3 separate regions of the Danio rerio genome follow, and all the other regions are linked to region 2. Evidence: chromatin contacts called from public HiCAR-type and HiChIP or PLAC-seq data. All regions are on one chromosome and are shown on one strand. Each heading gives the region's core, a stretch centred on a gene start, on an enhancer-like site or on the middle of the called end of the contact. The rest is flanking DNA. Distances are from core to core; before and after follow the strand shown. Region 1 overlaps ncoa2 (nuclear receptor coactivator 2). Region 2 holds the start of ncoa2 (nuclear receptor coactivator 2). Region 3 holds the start of prdm14 (PR domain containing 14).

Region 1 (4,421 bases), core at 514-3,013, 170 kb after region 2:
GAAAATTAACAAGCCACAATCAAAAAAAAAAAAAAGCCAGATTGCAATTAGCTAAATTACACTGAGTAAAATGAGTCATGTCCTGTGGTCCGTTGGAACTAAGATCGAACTATTTACATACATTTGGTGGACAAAAAGGAAAGCTTACAAGCCTAGGAACACCATCCCAACTGTGAAGTATGGGGCGTCAGCATCATGTTGTGGGGCTGTTTTGGAAATGTACAGTATACACATGCACACGTCTACATACATGCACACATACACATATGTACATGTGCTCTTACACATGCGCACAATGACGAACTCGCTTTATTCACACGTAGTCACATATGCACACACTTACTCACAAACGCACATGTACACACACACTCACATGGACATACATAGGTACACACTCACTCACACATGCAATATACAGTGCTTAGCATAATCGAGTACACCCTATTTTGAAAATGAATATTTTGATCCATTTCTCAGTGAATATAGGACATGTATTTTTATGCATTTAAACAAAACAGATTTATTAAACTGATATATTTATTCAAATAATATTTTAGTCATCAAACATATTAAGAAATTGAAAGATAATACAATTAAATTCAAGCTAAATATTGCAAATATAAAAAAATTACAACCTACAAATTTTTTTGCTTCTCTTAATTTTTCCTCTTTTTTTATTTGTATTCATTATTTTTCTATAACATAAATTTGGTTGTACTAGTTTTTGGACCGTTATCATCAGTTTTTTTGTTAGATACTGTAAGCTCCAGATTTGGCTTCAGTACTGATAAATCTAATGTACATGAATTTAAAAGATAGATTTGTGATGGGTGAACTTATATATGCTGAGCACTGTATCTACACAATGCAAACACTCACAAATGTGAATCTACGTTTACATGCACACACGCATGTATGTAAGCACACACTCAAGTATGCACATGTAGTACATGTACATGATGTACATACACACTCACATATATGCTTACATACACACACACACACACACGCACACACACCCCTAGGGGTGATATGGCATAAGTTAACTTGTTTTTCATGTATTTGCTGGTGGTTTTTCTTTTTAAATGTAAAGAACTTTACATTTGATGGAGTAAGATAAATATTATAAACTTAAATGATTTTTGATTTGTTTGGTTTTTTCTTTTTTTATTATTGGTCTTTTTTTGTTTAGTTTTTTCCTTTCATTTACAACATGATGGAGGATGAAGAAACATAATGCATTTTGGTTATTTTTTACAGAGCCGAAATAGAAAAAAACATGTTTTTTTTTTTTTTAATCAAGTGCAATTTTTTTTTTTTACTATGTTTATCATCTTGTGTAAACTAAACTACAAAAACAGGATTTTGTGAAAATGTTGACATGGTTTGTATGCGTGCACTTCCTGTTCAGTATACAAGTATGCATGTTACAACGAAAACAACAATGGCAGACTACAGGACTGTGTTTGCGCAGGTGTGTGCTGTGGTGTTTCTTTGCAAAGTGCCATTGACACATGCTCAATGCAGTGTTTTAGTTGTTAGGCAAAAGTCCTGTACTGTGTTTCTTCTCTAAAAGAGAAAATTGAATCTGAAGCAATGCATACTGTATCTATTCCATACGCCAAGTTCTTTCCAGGCATGCTTGCTTGTATACAAATAGCCAAGTAATTGCTTCATTGCTAACATTTATGGACAAACACACACACACACCCTCATGATCTCACATGTAAGAAGATTAGACTAATGTAACACACTTTGAGCTTTGCTTTGAGTTTGTTGTTGGGTAATCAGCTACCTTTAAAAGAACCGCATGTCACCTTTAACCAGCACTGACATCATAATCTTATCCAGATTGCATGCGTTTGTGTGTTGAACACTTCAACATAAAAGTTATAAATAAATGCCATATAAGAACCATTTTTAATTTATGAAAAGGAATGTTTCATTTTTCATAGTGTAAAGAAATTAATTTTGTGGACTGTAAAGGTTTCATGTATGTTAAAATTTTTCATGGGACAATTGATGCCAATAGAGAGCCGTCATGTTTAAGAATCTGAGGAGGTTTTTTTATTTTTATTTTATTTGCTTCATTTGTTCACAATGTGTCAGCCAAGGAAACATTATGTAATCACAGTCTTAATGTATTTGCAAAAATATTTGGAATTATGCCATCACGAAGATGAAGTGAACCCGCAGCACTTTGCTTTTAGATACATGTCATCATTTCTGCAAAACACCCAGAAACTACTGAAGTGTGCCCAGAGGCTGACCGAAACTGAACTGAAGTTTCTCATGACACTTTTGTTTCTCACCTGCATCATTTCAGTTGCCTGCATGTTGACTGTGAACTGCTGTCAACTTATTAAGCTAAAGAGTTATTTTTATATACATTTTGTCAATTACATAATAGTTGTTCACTGTACAGTCCATAATGTTTACACAGAAACCCTTTAATACCATTGTTTGTAAATGACCCAGAGATGGGTTGCGGCTGGAAGGGCATCCGCTTCGTGAAAACTAGCAGGATGAGTTGGCGGTTTATTCGGCTGTGGCAACCCCGGATTAATAAAGGGACTAAGCCGACAAGAAAATGAATGAATGAATGAATGAATGTTTGTAAATGAAATACTTTTTAAAAGGCATTCTTTAAATTTTTAGTACTCTTTAGACATTACTTTTCAGATATTTTTATTTAATTATGTTTATTTTATGTTTACTTTTTTCTAAATGTATGCTTTTATTCAGCAGTGATGTATGAAATTGCCTAATTGATTCATCTTTAAATAAGATTGTCAGGATCAAAAATTATTCAAAGACTCCAAGATTTTAATCTTATTGCAGCAAGGGAACAATTCGTAAGAAACACAAGAGGTTCCAGGCCTGTAGTTAGCCTGGTAAAAGGGGTGGTTCTTTTTTTCTCAAAATGTGGACCTTTTTGCAGTTATTTTCCTCATTTTTATTGATTAAATACTGCATTTTAGTGACATTTTAAGCTCTATTTTTTGCTGGATTATCCTAGATGGTCATGAATGGTTTTGAATAATATTAATAGTAAATAGCTGTTGGAAATTCTGTTTTTTATACATTTAATTTTAATTACATATTTATTTCTTTTATTTATTTATTTATTTATTTTTATTTTTTTACAAATATTTCCCAAGTGATTTTTAACAGAGCAAGGATTTTTTCACAGTATTTCAAACATATTTTTCTTCTCAAGGAAGTCTTTTTTTAGTTGAGCTAGAAAATAAATGAATGGGTGAATGAATGAATGAATGAATGAATGAATGAATGAATGAATGAATGAATGAATGAATGAATGAATGAATGAATGAATGACAATAAAGACAATAATTTAATTTATAAAATAAATAAAAAAAATAAACTGCCAGGGTCATTATTGTTGTTATAATTATTTTTTTTGGACTAACTACAAAACAAACCACTGTTATCCAGAGGTTGGCCTATTTAACCAAACATACCTAGTTTACCTTTGTATGTCAATTTAAGCTGTATACTAGTATCTTGTAAAATAACCAGCAAAATATTATTTACTGTCTTCAAAATCATTTAAAGATTATAAAAGACAAAATCATTTAACTATTATAAATTAGTTATTAAAACTAATATGTTTAAAAAATGTGTTAAAATTAATTAGTTTGTATCTTCGTTGAACAACAGTAGTTGGGATATATTTGAAAAGGAATTAATAACTTAGTTTTCTGTAACTAAATTACAGAAATAACTGTATACAATTAAAACAGAAAAAGAGTCTGCAAATCTCTGCCCTAAAATACTAAATTGCCTTTTATGGTCAATCAAGAAAATTAAACCCACACCTACACGCAACACATAGTCACATTTAAAAAAAAAAAAAAAAAAAGTCATAACTTTTTTTTATGATTTTTTGTCATTTAATGGACATTTTGTGTGTGTTTTGTTTGGCAGATTTCCCTGCTCCACGGCCCGGTCAGCCTGGCAGAGCTCCTCCGGTCAGAAGCGTGTCTCTGGACATGAACATGCCTCCTAAAGGCGCTCAGGGTCAGTATCCTATGATGAGGAACAACAACCCCTACTCAATCATGCAGCAGCAAGGCATGATGGGAAACCACGCCGTCATGCCCAATCAGCCCAACATGGTGAACGCAGGTGAGTTTAAAAGTGCTGTGCATCTCAGCTATGGTTGAATATACAATAACACATCACCAAAAATAAAAAAGAAGAGCTTAACACCTATGAGAGGAAAGTTCCAGTGCTGCTTTGACCACATGGAAACCACAGTTTCATTGTGATCAGTACTGCACAGTCAAGTGTGATGCTTTTGGCTGTAAGCAAGGTGAATGTGCAAAATGGCACAAAAGTGCTGAGTCAGATCCAAAGCAAGACCCTCTGTTGTGTTTCTGTGAGGTCGGTTATGTTTT
Region 2 (4,552 bases), core at 850-3,349:
ATTTGGGGTTTATTGCTGTTGCTGAGTAATCACGGTAAGCTTTGGCTTTCTGACAAATGTACTCGACGAGCTTGTGGCTATCAGAGGCTTGTTTTCTGGGAATATGGGGGAAAAGTGAGAAATGGGTATGCATTTGAGAAGTCGATACTGTTCAGAGACATGAAATATTGAATGTTGTAAGCCTTACTGGAGAGTTTGTTCTCATTTTATTGGTCATATTTTACAGTAAGATTTTACTACGTTAGTCAACATTAAGTAACTCGGTTTAGCTACCTCTTAAGTATTTCTAATGTTAATTTATAAATAATTTAATGCAATACTGAAATGAAGGCTAAAAGGTTAATAGTATTAGAATAATTGTCCTGAATTGACATAGACTTATAAGTGCAGGAATTACTAAATGTTAACATATATTAATAAACACTAACAAATTGCTAACTTTTGTTAACATCAGTGCTCTGACTAAAGTAATTTTATTGCAAATTGTTGCTGTTGTTTATATATGTAATGGTTAAAATGTTAAAAACCCCACACATACAGTGTTTAGCATAACCCCATTTTGAATAGCTTTATCCATTTCTCAGTGAAGATAGGCAATGTATTTGGGTGCATTTAAGCAATTTAGATTTATTAATCAGATATATTTATTAAAATAATATTTTAGTCAAACTTAATTAGAAATTGAAAGATAATACAATTCAATTGAAGCAAAATATGACAACAAAATTACAACACAATTTTAAAAAATTGTTCATTTTTTTACTTCTCTTGATTTTTCCTTCTTTTAAAATTTGCATTTAATATTTTCCTATAACATAAATTTGTGGGTACTAGCTTTTGGACCATTATCATAAGTCATTTTGTTAGATAAGCTCCAGATTTGGCTTCAGTATTGAATAATCTAATGTGTATGCACAAATATAATATTGTATAGCTTCCTATTAAAAATAATAAATTAAAATATTCGTGAGATGTGTATTTATAAATGCTGAGCACTGTATATTTTGTTATAATATAGGCTAATCTTTCTAATTATTATTTTTAATATTTTTATTTTTTTCTAAAGTGATAATTTCACAATTAGATCAACAACAATTGATAATTTTTCTGTAAATCTTGGGTTTAATTTAAGGCAGTTATGTCTCGAGGCTTCCTAATAAATTAATTGATTGTCCACTTGGTACAATATAGAATTGCATCTGTCGGTTTACTGTCCTCAAATTAAAACACCTTGTTGTCATTCAATTTTACAGATAAAATGGCCTAATTGTTTGTGAAATGGGCATTTTGTAATCAAGGCAATACATCTTGACTTAATTAGAATAGGCTTTTGAGAAATTCATATTATAGGATTGTATTTTACCATATTTTATTTCTGTAAATATACCCTGTGTTTTTGGGCCACTTGAATTTGACTTAAATTTTATACATTTTTAAGACCAGCCTGACAACCAATTGAACATTTAAACTTAAAAAACACTGGTAAATTTGTTTTTAAATTAGGCTTTTTACTATTTTCATACAAAACATTTGGACCATCCCTTCCAAAAGCTGGTACTGTTTTGTTTTCCTAAAAAGTTTCTATTTGATTAAATTAGGCAAAACAAACATTTAAAATGTACATCAACAGCCTTGAAGTGAATCATCACAAGCAGGATGTGATGTTGGTTTCCAGCGTGGCTCATCTAACTTGGTTTTTAATGAACCTGTTATGACATTGATAATAGAGTGCAGATTGCTTTGGCTTTGGAATAACAACAACAAGGGCTCGTAACCTGACCACTCTGGCACACTTTTTCTCCCACAGCAGCACTTTAAATGTGGCAAACTGCCTTTTCGACACAGCTTTGATTCCCTCTCTAATATTATGAAACATCCACTTGGAGTTTAGAAAGCACAAAGCCTAGGAAATTGCTATCCAACTGGTGAGCCGTGTCCTTATGTTTGCTGTATCATCATTTTGCCCCGTTGCTCGCTGCAAGGTTGCTATGCAGGCTAGAGTAAACGAGTAGATACTGGTGCCCGTAGTATGTGGGGGAGGTTTTGCTGGCGAGATAAACAAGCAGCCAGCCATCGTTAGGCATACGGCAGCAGGAACATGGCGGCGGCAGTTAACTATAATGCTGTTTCACCAAGCCGAAGGTCAGAGCTGGACATAACGCACGGGATTTAGGAGGAAACCAAACACCGTAAGTTCGACATGGTTGCAAATCTTCTATGTTTGCCGGTGAATGGCGGTTTGTGGAGGCTTTGTAACGCGATTTTTTTACCCACTCGCTGCAGGATCCAATCACAGTTCCGCGGCGGCGGTATCCTGCATTAGCTTGCTAAACCAGCTACGCTCGCTATTTCAGCCTGGTCACTTTGCAGAGTTGGGGAGTTTTGTTTTGCTTGTTGCCTTAGTGTAAACAAATCTCTTTGAGCGACCTTCAAGCGGAGGCACGGCAGTTATTGTTCAAACATTTCGGCTGTGTCGCTGATTTACTTGATTCGCCCGCGCTGCTTGCATTTGAGCGATTAAGTTTAGCCAGCTCCCCCCTCTTTATTTGCCTGGCTAGCGTTAGCCTGCGAGCCTCCATTTGACTCGCGCTGGAGTCTGCTTTGAACATTATTTGTGGGCTTTTTAACTTTAGCGGGCGGAGAAAAGTGCTACATTGTAACGTGTTAATGGAGTTCCCCGGGAACACTCGTGTTACATCGCGAGTTCCGAAGCTAACGTTAGAGGCTGAAGGCAATAATGTTGCTATCGCTGTGCTGAAAGTAAATGCGCGGTGTTATTTGACAGTCTCAGCGAGGGCTGAGATTAGTGAGTCAGCTCTTTGCTCAACTACTGCACGCCACGGTTCGGTTTTCGGGAGCTCGACTCCGTGGAGAAAGGAAAAGTTGGGGCGCCGGTGGATGGGATTGGGAATGCTGCTAATTAGCATTTTACCTCGTGATTTGCCTGGACTCCGCTATTATATGTGGAGCATGGGCTGCTTTTGTCATCCAGAAGATTTTTTTTACTTTGGTCGACTGAGTTCGTAGTCGCCGTGACGATGTTTTACGGTCGTCTGACGTCACGAGTCACAACGCCGGGTAGTTCAGTGGGTCTAGGTCATGTTTAGATGCACCTTAGCATTTAACTCATAACTCATTAGTTTAACACGAGGGAGATGCGCGAGTTCTTATTTGGCCATGCATATCTGGTTGAGTGTTTGTTTTCATACAGTTTTGATGGAATTTCTCTTTATAAACGCAGGTCATTGTTTTATTTATTTCTAATTTGAATTTGTGGATTGCTATCGTGGGGATCGGTAACGTTAATTGTTTGTATTCGATTCTATATCCAGGATTTAGTTTATTAATGGTTCCATTAACAGCTTACAGCAATAACCACTAAACTAACAGTACTGGTGATTACCAAAATCCTTATGTTTTTTATGGTTTAAACAGAGTAGCATGTCTGTGCTTGTCTGTCTATTAGGGCACAATATTGGCATTGAATATTGTAATATTATGATATTAGAAAGAATTTATTATTTTAGATTGATTGGGATGATTCTGTTGGAGAGTATAAGCATAAAATATAAGAAACAATCTACAAGCATATATTAATTTAATAAAGAAAATATATACTATCTAAATAAAAAGCATTTTATTGTTTTCCAATGAGTCAATCTATATTCAGGTATAAAGTAATTGAATAATCTAATCCATAATTATAAATAGTCTCTGTTTTATTAACAATTCAATTAAATTAATCGTTATTTTTTTTTTTTTAAATCAAGTGGTGCTATTTCTTATGCCTGAATGGTTTTAAAATTTTCACAGTTACAAGCCTAAAAAATAATAATTCAGAAAGGCTGTATTGTAATTATAATCTATTAGAGCGATCACGATACTGAAACGATATATTGTGCAAATCAAAAAAAAAGTGCACACTAATATTTAAGTCAGTAATGTGGAACGTTTGCAAAAACGCAAATTTTGCCAAAATTTTGTAGTGTGTTTTGGTTGTTCATTTGCATAACAATGAAGCAATTTAGTAATTCTATGATTAATGTTAACGCACTCATAATGCACTGTTTGTAGTGGTTTTCCATGTCATCTGTACATATAATATTTCAGCATCGATATCACAAAGTTTGCATCCGCAATAGTCACTTTGCAAAGATATGCATGGTTAAGTTGACTTTGCAGTGTCACTTTTACATTTACATTTAATGCATGCACTGTTTATTGTCACATTTATATTTGCTTTGTTGCATGTATCAATGCTTGTAGTTTATGCATAATTCAGTAACACTTTAAGCCTGGTTTATACTTCTGCGTCAAGTGACTGGCGTAACTCACGGTGCAGGCAACGCGCGCAGCTGTGCATTTATACTTCTGCGCGCTGTCTTTGTTGGTCTGCATTAACACTTCCGAAACGTTAGTTGGCAGTGAGGTGTAAATGTTCCCCTGTGTCGAGTTTTGTTCGCTTCTGTTTTGCTTTTCCTGAACACTTCCAGTATGTACAAGTGACTCAAACTCGCTCATTTTGTGGCAGGAACCGGCGGACGTGCAATAA
Region 3 (3,999 bases), core at 488-2,987, 210 kb after region 2:
TTGTGATAAAAAAATAATTAGCAAACAATAAATAGCAAAAAGGTGGTTATTAGCATAATGCATAGAGGTAAAGTTGGTTTTATATTAGCAGATTCAGACTTCCCCCTTAATAATTTAATTTCATAAAAGTATTATTTGCAAACTCTAAATAGTGAAATCATTTTAGCAGCTAACGACTATCAAAGTACAACATGCTCACGGTCAAATAAACAGTGTTAATGTTGATTTCAAGTCATACTGGCATGCTAATTCTGATCGAATATTCAAAGTAACATGGTAAACAGTATAACGTAAGAGTCTTCTAAATGAACGAATGTGCGAATATAAAACCAACTTTACCTCTATGCATATTGTAGATTTACGTTAACGTTCTTATAGGTTACGTCGCGATGTTATTTTCTCAAGCTAACGATATAAGTTACTCTAAACCAGAGAAAAATAAGTTCACAACATCTAATATATATAAAGTATAAATCAATATAAGTTAAACGTTGCACGTTAAAATGAGTTTGAGTCCAATTCAGTATAAACTTAGCTCAGTTTAGCTAACAGTTAACATTACCATTTTAAGATCGCTTCAGCCAATGTTGCCGAGCAAACATATGCTAATAGAGGTGCTCAAATCAATGTCGAGTGTTGTCAGCACAGACAGACGCGCTTTTACCTGGATTATTTGATGGTCTTTCATTCATATTCTTCTGGGGGAAAACACTCTCTGCCGGACCGTTGTCTCGTGATAAGTGTCCTCCAAAACTGTCTGCATACCTCTGGTTCCCTCCTAAACCAAAACCCGCTGCAACACCGGTTCCTATGTAAATAAATAAAAAGATATGACGAGAACAATGGCTAATAGTCATAAACAGTCTTATTTAAAGTAATAGTAGTGTTAATGTAATAAATTAAATAAAGGTAACATCTTAATAGATGATATATTTCTCAAATGGGCGAAATAACGCCAAGCCAGAGAAAATAATAATAGCCAACTTTATACTTTACTTTGTTCTATTCTCGTCCACAAAACATTCTGTAAAATGAAACACTGCCTCAGCTTACCAGAGTAAAGTTTGTTAAATCCAGTATGTTCTTCAGGCACACTAATAAATTGTCCTCCAGAATTGCTCCAGGGTCCTCAGGCAAAATGTGGTGCAGAGTAGTCGAATCGCCGCAAGGTGGCGTTGAAGCAGTTGTGGAAAATACAGTATAATACACGAATTTTTACAAATACAGTACATCGCTGTATATGTTGTTCGACGTCACACTAAATTCCCATAATGCAACGGTAAATACAGTTATTTACCGTAAAAGGAATTTGCAGTATTACACTGGGTGAAATACAGTAATTAACTGTGTAATTTACAGAAATGTCTAACAGTGCACTTCAACAAATATTTCCAGAATAAAGAACCAATTTTGGTGTCCCTTTGGTGAACAGTTCTAACTGAAAATAAATTGATAGGTTAAAGAATCAATTTGTTAAAAGGAGAACTTTTAAGAAAAAGTTTTTAGTCAAAGCATTAAATGCCTCTTAAGATCCTTTATCAGCGTGGTAATGCCTTAAACTAAAGTGTTGATATAGTTACAACCTGCAAACTAACTGCACTTTCAAACTACAAAACTGTGTAAACTTTATTATTTATTTGTTATTAACAAAGATGATACAATTAAAATAATATGTTTACAGTCTACAGGACTGACTTCAAACTGCAAGTGTCCTTGGATCAGTCATTGGCTGTAGAGATGTCGGTTTCTCTCTCCAGTCACCCCGCAGTGAGAGACAGGAGTCTGGCTGTCTACCCATCTCTGCCCGGCGCGCACTACGCGGACGTCCTCAAGAGCGCGCACAGCATCTTCCATCCCCTCAAGTCTCTGGGCCGCATGGTGACCGACGCGCAGACGATCATGCCATTTAACTTTAGCGGAGCAACTCCTTTCTTCAGCCACAACAGCGCGATATTCCATGAACAGATCCTTAATGTGTCCAACATTCCGTACTTCCAGCACATCCAGCCTTCGCAAAGCGTGTACAACGCCAGACACGAGGACCAGAGCACTGGCTCACTGTCTGATTTCAGCAGCCCGTCCAGTGTAAAGTCTTCTTCGGCTTTATCTTCTCCGGTTAAGGACAATTTCAGCTGCCCGCAGGCCGCACATCCCACTCCCGAACACGCGCGCACCTACAGTTTTACAGAGGAGGACCTCTTTACCGTCCTGTACGGATATTCCAAAAAACAAGGACAAAATGCTGGACATGCTATTTCTGGATTATCATTTCCTCCCAGCACAGGTTGGTCCAAGAATCACTTTAATTTATTATAGGTCTATTTAATACAAAGTAATTTCTTGGAACAATAATAATGTGAATAAAACTATTCAAGATCTTCGTTTAAAACTTTTTCTCCCCCAATTATTTAGCTGATCGCCAGATTCTCCCTGTTGATATCGAAGGATTTGAACTCCCTGAAGGTATCGGAACTTTTTATTCATTCTTTGAGTATATATTTGAATTTTGACATGGCAGCTTCATAGTGTGTTCGTGTGTCTTAATTTTTCAGGCATATCGATTCTCCAAACTACTTGTGGAAGCCTTTCCCATTATGGAGCTTTCGCTGATAAAAGTACAATTCCAAAAGGCACCAGGTTTGGACCCTTTCAAGGCAAACTGGTAAACACAAGTGAGATCAAGACCTATGACGACAACACACTCATGTGGGAGGTAAATTGCAAGTTTGGGGAAAAAAAAGTTGATAAAAGCACTGTAAAAATTGTTGTGTTTTGGCCCAAGTAGCTGTGTAAGAATGGGCTAACCTGACTGAGCAAGATGGGTAAACGGTGAAAGTGTATGCGTGTTGTACATACCTACCATAATTCCTTAATTGAAACATTTTAAAAGTAAAAAAAAAAACTTTCACTCAAACATTCTTCTTAGAAAAAGGCTTGCATTGGTAGAGAAAATGCAAACCACAGAGAGCAAGTTGCTTTGACTGACTCCATAATTTGACAACAGACAAACTTTTTATTATAATAAAATATATATTTTATGTAATTATGTTTTCATCAAAACAATGCCTTTTAGCACAGCAAAGATTCATTAAATAAACTAAAACGTACATAAACCTTTATCTCCTTAAGGAAATGCATCAATTCAAAAGGCAAAGACCATGATGAGATTGAAAAGAACTCGAAAACAAACGCATTGTTACCTTTATAGATGGGGGAGGGGGGCATTTATAACATCCTGAAAAATTAGAATTTTTAATTTATTTGTAGTAACTGTACAACCATTATTATTTTTAATATGGGTGGGTTAAAATAGACCACAATTTATCCAAAACATTTGAAAAAAAAACCTCAACCCAGCGCAAAAAAGACAGCATTTTAAAAGATGTGCTTTTCTGATGCTCGCATTTAATTCCAAGCGTGTTCCCCATATGTGTAGATCTTTGAGAACGGCCGCTTGAGTCATTTTGTGGATGGAAGAGGCGCTCCAGGGAATTGGATGTCCTTGGTGAAGTGCGCGCGCTTTCCTGAAGAGCAGAACCTGATAGCGGTGCAGTGTGACGGACAGATATATTATGAGGCCTGCAAAGAGATCCGAGCCGGCCAAGAGCTGCTGGTTTGGTACGGAGATTGCTATGTGCAGTTTTTGGGTATTCCTCTCACCCTCAAAGAGTTCATTGATGACAGTGAAGCTCTCCCGGCAGAAGGTACGTGCACAATGCAAATTAATCACTTTTATTATTGATCATTTAACTTTATACAAGATGTCCAGATATGTTTGCAGATTGCTAATGTTTCCTTTTCTTTATTCCAGATTCTGGAGAGGGTTTCAAGTGTGATCGTTGTGGAAAAGTGTTCGCCTATAAGTACTATAGAGACAAACATCTGAAATACACGCGCTGTGTGGATCAGGGCGACAGAAAATTCCCCTGCCACCTCTGCAACAGATCTTTCGAGAAGAGAGATCGTCTTCGAATTCACATTCTCCATGTGCACGAGAAA

The links. HiCAR-type assays count read pairs that join an accessible place to other places. HiChIP or PLAC-seq counts read pairs in DNA pulled down with a chosen protein or histone mark.
Region 1: a HiCAR-type map of caudal fin shows a contact between it and region 2, with 10 times the contacts expected there. The contact joins the enhancer-like site here to the promoter of ncoa2 in region 2. A contact is called at or near these places in 9 of 18 Hi-C or Micro-C datasets (caudal fin, embryo, hematopoietic stem cells and 2 more) and 4 of 4 datasets of contacts at active chromatin or transcription factors (caudal fin, embryo, gastrula embryo and 1 more).
Region 3: a contact with region 2 is called in an H3K4me3 HiChIP or PLAC-seq map of gastrula embryo, with 3 times the contacts expected there. The contact joins the promoter of prdm14 here to the promoter of ncoa2 in region 2.

What each region holds. Positions count from the first base shown.
Region 1 is chr24:15,877,983-15,882,403 of GRCz12tu, forward strand. ncoa2 (nuclear receptor coactivator 2) reads left to right here. Exons shown (of 22, transcript NM_131777.1): 13 at 3,949-4,149. Among named protein-coding and RNA genes, the nearest start is that of prdm14, 39 kb to the right of the region's middle. Within about 2 kb of position 1,764, at least 10 of the 62 cell types and tissues checked have an H3K27ac peak or open chromatin away from gene starts, as enhancers often do. A contact at or near this core is called in caudal fin, pancreas and skeletal muscle, where this site is marked.
Region 2 is chr24:15,705,568-15,710,119 of GRCz12tu, forward strand. It overlaps ncoa2 (nuclear receptor coactivator 2), which reads left to right and starts at 2,100. Exons shown (of 22, transcript NM_131777.1): 1 at 2,100-2,189.
Region 3 is chr24:15,917,462-15,921,460 of GRCz12tu, forward strand. It overlaps prdm14 (PR domain containing 14), which reads left to right and starts at 1,738. Exons shown (of 7, transcript NM_001163831.1): 1 at 1,738-2,284; 2 at 2,655-2,713; 3 at 3,437-3,704; 4 at 3,812-3,999. The coding sequence starts at 1,738. LOC137489222 (a long non-coding RNA gene) reads right to left here and starts at 1,761. Exons shown (of 6, transcript XR_011008603.2): 1 at 1,054-1,761; 2 at 665-808.